Regions from separate parts of the Rattus norvegicus genome. Here region 2 is linked to region 1. The links are chromatin contacts, called in public Hi-C maps. All regions are on one chromosome and are shown on one strand. The core of a region is the stretch at or near the end of the contact, and the rest is flanking DNA. Distances in the headings are between cores, read along the strand shown.

Region 1 (4,449 bases), core at 1,669-4,168:
GTTATCTCAATTGATTGTTCAGTCAGTTACAGATTGAACTCCTGTTCTACACTTTCCCCCCAAACCAGCTGTGTTAGTTACTTTCCAAATTGCTGGACAAATTATGTGAGCAGAGCCATTTATGTCAGCTTATAGTTTGAGGGGAAGTTCATCATGATGGGGAAAGCATGGCAGCTGGAGTATGAGGCTTGCTGGTCACATTGTGTTCCCAGTCATGAAACAGAGTAAAAAATACTGGTACTCAGTTCGCTTTCTCTATTCAGTCAAGCCCCCCAGCTTGTAGAATGATATCACCCACAATTAGGTGGGTCTTCCCACCTCAATTAGCCTAATCTAGGTAATCTCTCACAGGCATGCCTAGAGGCTCGCCTCCTAACTAATTATAGATCTTGTCGAGTTAACAGTATTAATTACCACATGTCTACTTCAGCAAGTAGTCAACAAGAGACAGCTTGGAATAGAATGTATCTGGGGATAGAACTCAGTTAATAGAGTGTTTGCCTAATATCCATAAAGCCCTCGGTTTGATTTCCAACAATGAATAAAATCAGACATAGTGGCACATGCCTGGCCCTCAGGAGATGGAGGCAGTAGTTACAGAAGTGATCTGTAGTCTGACTCTGGAGGTAAAGATGGGATACAGCCTGGGATGCAGGAGACCTTATCTAAAAAGACATCTTCAACAACTGTTGGTGTTCTGAGTCACACCAAAGAGAGACATGGCAGGAGGAAATATGGCCTTGTAGGCAGCAGGGAAAGCCAGCCTCTGTGGACTGAATATTGAACAGGTACCCCAAAGCATGTTTATTATTATGAAAATGTTGTTGGGGGTGGGGTAAGACAAATTCCTTTATACTAAAGACCCTATAATAGCTCTGTTTCTTGAAGAAAAACACCCTACAACCTTAGTCCTTACTGTGTACTGTTTGCAGTGCTCGATAATGCAAGACATTCCAGGTGTGCCAGGACCAACTTGTGACCCAGAAGTCACTCAAAGGCTGTAAAGCTCCTTCAGAAAAATAACCCCATGGATGAGAGAAAACACCCCGGATTTCTACAAGGATTTCTTCAAGGTTAAATTACTCTCAGAAAACATCTCTTCATTCTGATGTCTACCCTAGATAGTGAAAAAAAAAAAACTGTTTTATTTTGCTGTCTACTCTGGATATAATGATTCTATTAGATTTTTCTGCTACAAATAAATAAGGTGCTCCAGCCTGCTAACTAGGAGTAATCTGGAATCCTAGAATCCTGTATAGATTTCCTTTAGGTGTCAGCACAAAGCTGTGTACAAAAGTCACCTGAAGCCACCAACCTGCAAAGTTTCTTGGGATATCCGTATTTCAGCTGCATTTTCACAACAGCTAAATTATGAATAAACCTGAATATCGGCAGATGAATAAAAAATATGGAACGTATACACAATGGAATCATTCAGCTATGAAGAGTGAAATAGTATTTGCAGATTATAAGCAACATAAATTACCCTCAGAAAGATAAGCATGACATGTCCTCTCCCATATGCAGAATCTGGGTTTAAATTTACGTGTACAGATATCTTAATTACACATACTTATTCATATTTAACAAAGAAGTAGGAAGACTGAGAGGCAAGGAAGAGATATATAAAGAGTGGAAGGGGAGCTAAGAAAAGAGAATGGAGTAAACCCTAATCACAAAAGCTAATGGTAATTATTGGAGGAAGGTAACCAACAAGAAGGGGAAAATGAGTGGGAGGGGACCAGGAATAACCAGGTATTGACACATATATGTATGAAAATGCCACATGGAAACCTATTTTGTTTTGTGTGTATGGGGTGTGTGTGTGTGTGTGTGTGTGTGTGTGTGTGTGTGTGTGTGTGTGTGTGTGTGTTTTGGAGGTGGGGGAAGGACGTATTCTAGCCCAGAACTTACTGTATATCCTGCCTCAGCCTCCTGAGTGCTACTTTGTAATCTATTAGTTTGTATGCTAATTTTAAAAATTAAACTCTTCGGTGTTGAGCGCCTTTAATCCTAATCCCAGCACCTGGGAGGCAGAGGCAAGTGGGTGATCTTTATGAGATCTATACCGTTCCAGGACAGCCAAAGTTGTGTAGAAGGACCCTGTTTCAAATGAATAAATAAATCCAGTTTCTATGCTGTCTCACTCTCACCCCCAGGTCTGGGGTCAAACTTTCCAAACTTTTTAGACCCTTAGGAAGCATTCCAACACTTGGCCAACATCCCCAAACCTACTAAGGCTCTTTTAAACAAATGGACAAATGGGTGCTGTCAGGCAGAAGTGACCCTCGACAGAAGGCCTCTTAAACCACTGAAGGAAGTGCAGTCTTGAGCCTCAAAGGGGAAAGGGGTTTTGCTTTGTTTCTTTTTTTTTTTTTTTTTTTTTTTTTTGTGGTTCTTTTTTTCGGAGCTGGGGACCGAACCCAGGGCCTTGCGCTTCCTAGGTAAGCGCTCTACCACTGAGCTAAATACCCAGCCCCTTGTTTCTTTTTTAAACAAGAAAAAAATTGTGGCAAGATTTAGAACCTCAGGCATAGAGGACTAGTAGTTTGCCTGCCAGTCCCTTTGGAATGAGTGAGGTTCGTTTTCCATCACAACGCTAAGGAGCCCCTAAATCGCATGTGTTTTGAATACCAGGAGAAAAGCCATCACTCTGAAACTACGAAAACAACTTGACTCCTCCGCCCCGCGCACGCGCCCCTCGCTGCTTCGGTTGGCCTTAGGCTCCGCCCCCTGTGCGGCCACCAGGAGGGTTGGGAGCCCAGAGCTCGCGGGACCGCTCTCGCTCAGTCGCCTCCAGCACAGCGTCGCAAACCCCGCCGGAAAGCGTGACGGCGCAGGCGCAGGCGCGGAGACCCGAGACGGTGGTGGTGGCTGCCGCTGGCCAGTGTAAGATGGCGGCGGCGTTGGTGGCGGCAGTGGACGGGGCGGCTGGGCCTGGAACAGTTGGAGCATCCGCTGGCAGAAGGATGACCCTAGATGGGAAGCGGGCTGCCGGGCCTCGCCAGCTCCCGTGCTTGTAACTGCCCCAGCCGGACGCCCTCCCCTTGACCTACCGGGTCCGTGTTTAGTCCGGCTCGGCCTGTTTCCCCTCTCCCTGACTGCTCTCCCGCAGGACAGGCCCGATCCCTTTCCTAAAACTCCCAGACTTTAGGTCTTATTCCCCTTCACCCGCGTCAGTGCTGGGAGGACTACCTGTCCTTTGCCCGGGTCAGTCTGGGTTGCCCCCTAGGGCACCCCCATGATTCACAGGGACTTCTTGTTCGTCCGGTGACCTATTCGTAAACTCTCATTTCTTCTTCCTTTATAATTTGGGGACCCGGCTCTGTCTGTGTCTCCTAGTCACTTCAGGGCCACCGCGCAATGTGCCCCTTCCCCCATCCCAAGTTCTCAGGCCCAGCACCTCGTACGGAAGGCCGAGGTCCAAGAAACTGGCAGCCTGTTCTTGAGTGCTTTGTGATCTAGTTCTCTTAGCGTACCTGCCCCTGTCCCGAAATCTTTTAGGACACCTTAGAACGGTCCCGCTTGGTCCTTATTAGTTGGAAAGCATCTGGTGGCTTGAATTTCTGACTCATGATTGTTGGTGTAGTCTGTAAACAAACCCGCACTAGAGCTATCACATTCTCCCCCGGATTCTCCCCTCCCCCACTGCTCTGTAGTTTGTCGAGAGGGGTGGTTTGGTTTAGAGTTGAAAAGATGCAGGTTTTCCTCATAAGTGACTTTTTAGTGTTGGTGGAGCTGGGAGATAATTTGCCTGGCGTTTAAATCTTGTGTTAATCCTTTGTGTTTCCATTACTGGCATGGGTTTTGTTCAGTAGTCAGAATTGAATTCGGTAAGTTATTTTGGTTTTAAATAGTTCTGAGGAGACAAAAAAAATAGTAAAGCGTGGTCATAAATATTTTGGGTACGTTCGGAAGAGACACCTTTGCCATGTAAACTTTAACTTTTCTCAGTTCTTCAGCGAACCTTCAGACCAGTTTTCTCAGGATCGTGGGCCAGACTTCGGTCGGCGATAAAAACAGCAAGGTGAGTGGCTTTGAAGGCATTTAATTCCTCAATTCAAGACCTGTTCTTGATGTGTAAGTGCAGACCACTAAACTCAACAGTTTTACCCCCGTTTCCAAAAGTTTGGATATTGTTCACAGCTTTGTTATAATTTTGGTTAAATTACTTACAAAATTTAATTGGCTGTGTTTCGACCTGCTGCCCTGTACTATGGCTGTGTGTCTTCAAATGGTTTAAGCCTAGAGTGAGCACTCTGCCTCTTTTTCATTCCTTCCTTTATTTGCATTGTAGTTTGTCTTCGTGTGGGTCATGTCTTAGACTGTTAAAAATTGAGGATTGATTTCCCTGAATTCTGTTTAGCCTTTTGTCAAGTCAGATCTCTTCTCCCAAACCCAAAAGTTATCATCCTTGCCATCTGGAGAGTAATTAACTACTCCTGACCA
Region 2 (4,872 bases), core at 130-2,629, 160 kb after region 1:
GGGGTGTGTAAGTATTCTAGCCCAGCCCCTGTGTACTGGCCTGGGAGTCCTTTTATCCCAAGCTACAAGGTAAGCTCCTGGAAGAGTGCTCCTCCCACTCCATCCCATAATGCTTATACCGAGTACTGACTGTTACTTGTTCATTCAGCAAACGCAGGATATCACTGAGAGTAGGGACCTTGAAAGCCTTGCTGACTAGGGCACTACTAAAATCCAGCACAAGGCCTGACCCACTCAGTATCCACTACAGGAATGCGTTTTCGCCCTGAACAGAGTGAACAATGGGGTACAAGAAAATATGAGAACCGTCAGGCCTGAGGTTTTGTGGATTTGCTTTGTTTTGCCTTTTTGTTTGTTTTGAGACAGGATCTCACTACATAGCCTTGGCTGGCCTGGAAGTCATAGAGATCCATCTGCCTCTGTCCCTGTCCCTGCCCCGCCCCTTTCCTGCCCCTGCCTCCTGAGCGCTAGGGTTAAAGGTGTGCACACCAGTCCTGGGCTTTAAAGTAACCTTAAAGTCTGTGTGGCCTTGGGCAAGACACGTAACTGTTTTAAAAGTTCAGGTCTCTCTTGTGTTAAATGACTTTGTCTTGTAAAATAAACTGTAAAGTTTAGAAAGGATATCTACAGGTGGTGTTATTGTGTAATTATCCCATAAATGGCTGCTATGATGATGATGATGATGATGATGATGATGATGATATAGATTGACTTTCAAACCAGTATTAGAAAGGCATTCAATCCACTCAACTTCCAGCTAAACAGAGAAGGCTTTCTCCCGAAGTCTCCCTGTAGCTTGTACTTCTCACATAACTCAACATGGCTTCTAGAGAAATAAGTGTGAAGAAACCAGGCTGGGATATATCCAGATGACAGGCAGCAGGTCCCTTAGCCTCTTGCTGTGCAGTCTTGGGTCACCAGGGTTGAAGTTCTGACTTCCTCATAGATTGTCTGTGGTTGCTGAATGTGGCTTCCACTGGCAGGCCCACGAATACTTCCCTAAAAATAGTAAGTCAGTGCTGGCCTGAATCACATTTTTTGTCTGTGTCTCAATTTTCTCAATAGGGAGTTGTAAGTGAGGAACAGGGATGAGGGGGACAAGTAGGGTATGGAGGTGAAAGACCTAGGCATGTTCTAGGCCACTTCCCCAGCCTTGGTTTTGCCCGTTGAGCCGTCCCTTCTCCCCATTCTGGCCCCACCCTAATCTCCGCCTTTTTCACAGTTGGAGACACAGCATTGGGTAGAGGCTTCTCTTCCTTTTTCCTACCTCCAGGCTAGCTCCTCCCTCCCAGCAGAGGTGTGTTCATCTCTTCTCATTGGAGAATCCAATTGGTAGAAAGCAGTTTAATGCAAAAACAAAACACCCCCATAGTTACCGTGTGCAACAAACGTCTGTGCAGGATCTCAGTTAATAGTCGCCGTAACTACTTGAGTGTTTACAGTCTCTGTTCCGTAAGTGATGGGGGGGAAAAGTGAGGTTGAAGGGGTTAAGCTGAACAAGAATCTTCCCGCTAGGAAGTCTGGACGGCTAGCCCACTTCCCTTTCGCTTTGCATTCTGACCGGGTATTAGAACAGATTTCCAGTGATCTTCCAGGACCCTGAAGCCCCTTTGGGTCCGCTTCACGTCCAGGAAATCTGGGGTCAGGCCATGACCACATAAATCAGCTAGGTTTGCTGCCAGGGCTCAGTTGCCCACATCATCCAACTGAATTCTGAGTGCGTAACCACAGTCACTCCATCATCCATCCCCAGAGGCCCTGCAAGCATCCCATTCTCCCGGAGAGGCTGGCAGGTGCAGGGCGGGGTGCCCTCTGAGCTAGGGTGGGTGGGGGTAGAGGAGCCCAGGTGCCAGTTCGCCCAGCCTGCGGCCAGAGGCGGAGTCACCATCAGGGTCGAAGTCTAGCCTAGGCGACAGCCCGGGGCGGGGCGAGGCGGGGGCAGGGCCGGGCAGCGGGGCGCGGCCGGGACTGGTCTCCGGAGCTGCGGAGGGCGGGAAGAGCGGCGGGAGGAGGGGAAGAAGGAAGGAGGGCGGGGAGTTGGCGGCTCCCGCTCGGCTGGGCTTTGCGCACCCACGCTTCACTGCTCCGCTTTTTGTCCCCCCCCACCCCACCCGGGCATGCGCCCCCCGCGGTCCTGGCCCCCCAGAGCTCATACCGCCCCCAGGAATCTCCCCAGAATCACCTACGCAGAATGGGCGTCCCTAGCCCCACGCCGCTGAGTTCGCTGCTGCTGCTGCTGCTAATACTTGGTAAGCGGGGTGGTCGCCGCGTCCCTGTCCGGCCGGGTAGGTGCCTGACACCGTGCAGCCAACCAGCTCACCTTCCTAGCATTTCGAAGCTGGTTGCACCCCTACTGCTTCATCAGACGTGTCTCCACTGTCTCTGGGCTCGGCATCTCGCTTCCTTTTGCGCCTGCCTGCCCAATCAGTTATGGAGAGGGTGATGGTGCCCTCGCTTTAGGCTCCTAGTTGAGCATATTGGTGACTTACTAAGGTATCCCCTGAGATACCATAGAGCTCCGAGGCAGGCGCCTCTTCTCTCATCTGTTACACCCAGCGCCTGGGGTCCTTGCGCCCAAATACCGTGACAACCTTCTGCCCCACTCTCTGCTCCAGGCCTGGCTTTGGGTGTTTGCTCTGCGTGGGCAGTGCCTGGCGGTCTTCATAATTGCCCAGTGTTGGCTAGAGGCCCAGGGTCTGATTCTGACCATGATCTTTGAAGAAAGTCTCCCCTACACCCCCACCTCCTAACATAACACCTCACCATCTGAGGCTTCCTCCCTCACAGGTCTCCACCCTGGGCCAGTTCCCTCTTTGCCCTTCTATTTCTCTCCGATATTTGGCTGGTTGTCAGACTCAGTTGGTCCCAACATCCCCGCCTCAGGAGATACCAGGTTCCGTGGAAACTGAACCTGGGATCTCTAAACACCCAGTGTCTGTCCTGGTGGGTGTTTATGGTGGTGTGTGTTCTGGGCCAACCTTGTATCGTGGCTGCTGTGTGTGTGTGTGTGTGTGTGTGTGTGTGTGTGTGTGTGTGTGTGTGTGTGTGATATGCACATAGGGAGGAATCTAAAGTGTTATAGTCAAGGCAGAAGCCTGTGGGGCACCCCGACTGCCTTCCCTGGTTTATGCCAGAACTGCACGGTGCCACACAGAATGGTTCCTTGCTGCTGGTCCTTCTGGGACCAAGTTGAAAACTCTCCTTTGGAAACAAAACAGGAGGCCGAGTGATGTAGGGAGATGAAGGATCTGTGGGGCTTGGTTGCCTAGCGATTGCTTTCCCCCAGTGGGCTTCATGGAGCAGGGATGGGCCCAGGGGAGGTTGGGAGGAGTGAATGCTGCACGGGGGTGGAAGAGGAGCTGAATGGCATCTTAGGCCACTGCATTCAGCACTGGCATTCACTTCACAGGCGAGGGACGTGAAGTATTACGTTCCAGAGAGAGTTCCAGTGGGGGGGGGGGATTTGAACTCAGATCTGACTTCAGAGCAGACCTCTGACTGTTAGAAAGGAGGTGACCTGACAAGAGAGAACCTTGAGGCCACCTACTTCCTGAGGCTGTGGAGACAACTTTCACGTGGGGATCGACAAGCATCAGCATGTGTGGAACCAGGAAGGTGGGAGGGGACCTTCTCAGCAGAGTCTACCCATGGGCAGCCAGGACGGTGTCATCTTGGCTGTCTTTACCATCGTCATCCTGATTATGAAATTGGGTGCCTGAGTCACACGCACACGGGTTCAGTGTCAGAACTGAAAGCTCTTACTTCTAAAAGAGAAACTGAGACCCAGGAGGGGAAAGGATTGGTCCCATGTTGGCTTTCTGACTCCAGCTGTGCCTCAAGCGGTGGTCATGTGTTCTCTGAGTGACGTAGCCAGAGGAAGAAAAGGAGCAAGAACTGGAGAGCAGGCTCTCAGGCTCCTGGGTGGTTCCCGGCAAGCTGTGGACTCCCCTCCCCTCCGGAATCCTGGAAATTACAGGACTCTCCTTGGAAGCATCTCCTCGCCTCCTTCTTGGTTTTGTCCCTCTTCAGGGGTGTGTAGAGGCCCTCCAGAGAGGTCAGGGACTTGGTCAGAGTGTCACATTTCACTTTACTTTTCTCATCTAGAAGAGAGATGATCCTCCCCACCCGCCAGTTCTTCTGTGTTGGCTAGGAGAGCAAGGAGAGAGCTCTAGACTCACATCTGGGTTTAGAACCTAGTCACAGTGCTCCCTAGAGGTGCTCTCTGGGAGAGTTTATTTCCCTCCTCTGTGAAATGATTGACAGCCCTCCTTGCATTCTAGGGTTGTGTGGTCTTACCTAGACACAGCTATGGAACGGTGGAGAGGAGAAAGGAGCTAAACTCTCTAAGGTTTTGGATCCAGCTGTCTGTTGGGACAAGGGTGGTGGTAGAATGGGTAGAGGGAGGGAGGGAGAGAGAGAGGGGAAGGGGCAGCAGGTGTTTAGGGTCTCCTTATAGAAAGGAGGCTTACGTAAGCGCTGCACACTACAGGCAAATCGTATGTAAATGAAAGCTTTTGTTTGAGAGCTGTGTGTAGTGCATCATCTGGGTTAGCCAGAAGGTTGACAGACTCTGGGGTGCGGGGGAAGGGATCTTTTGCTCCAGGCCTGGGCAGAGCCTGGTTCTTGCCCTAGAAGCCACAGCTGCTTGTGTAGCCCTGTGGGCTGGAAGAAGCAGTGAGCTCATGGCACAGCTGTAGTGGGGAGGGTATTGTGTGGTGAGGACTGGCCAGGCCCGTGCCCTGTCCAGCATGGTGCCCGGTCCAGTGCAGTACCCCAGCCAGCCTGAGCCACTGGCTCCATTGTCTAGCGCAGGTGACAGAGCTAAGCCAGGCAGCCTTTCTGTAGGATTTTGTCAGCACCCCATCCAGCAAA

Evidence for each region. A called contact is a pair of places that touch in the nucleus more often than the background predicts.
Region 2: a Hi-C map of the A7r5 cell line shows a contact between it and region 1, with 5 times the contacts expected there. The contact joins the promoter of Igsf8 here to the promoter of Dcaf8 in region 1. A contact is called at or near these places in 10 of 12 Hi-C or Micro-C datasets (the A7r5 cell line, Schwann cells, frontal cortex and 5 more) and 1 of 1 datasets of contacts at active chromatin or transcription factors (oligodendrocytes).

Annotation. Positions count from the first base shown.
Region 1 is chr13:87,139,753-87,144,201 of GRCr8, forward strand. Dcaf8 (DDB1 and CUL4 associated factor 8) reads left to right here and starts at 2,919. Exons shown (of 14, transcript NM_001014231.1): 1 at 2,919-3,059; 2 at 3,955-4,027. It also overlaps a transcript of Pex19 not described here.
Region 2 is chr13:87,301,388-87,306,259 of GRCr8, forward strand. It overlaps Igsf8 (immunoglobulin superfamily, member 8), which reads left to right and starts at 1,380. Exons shown (of 8, transcript NM_001014787.2): 1 at 1,380-1,452; 2 at 2,147-2,249. The coding sequence starts at 2,192.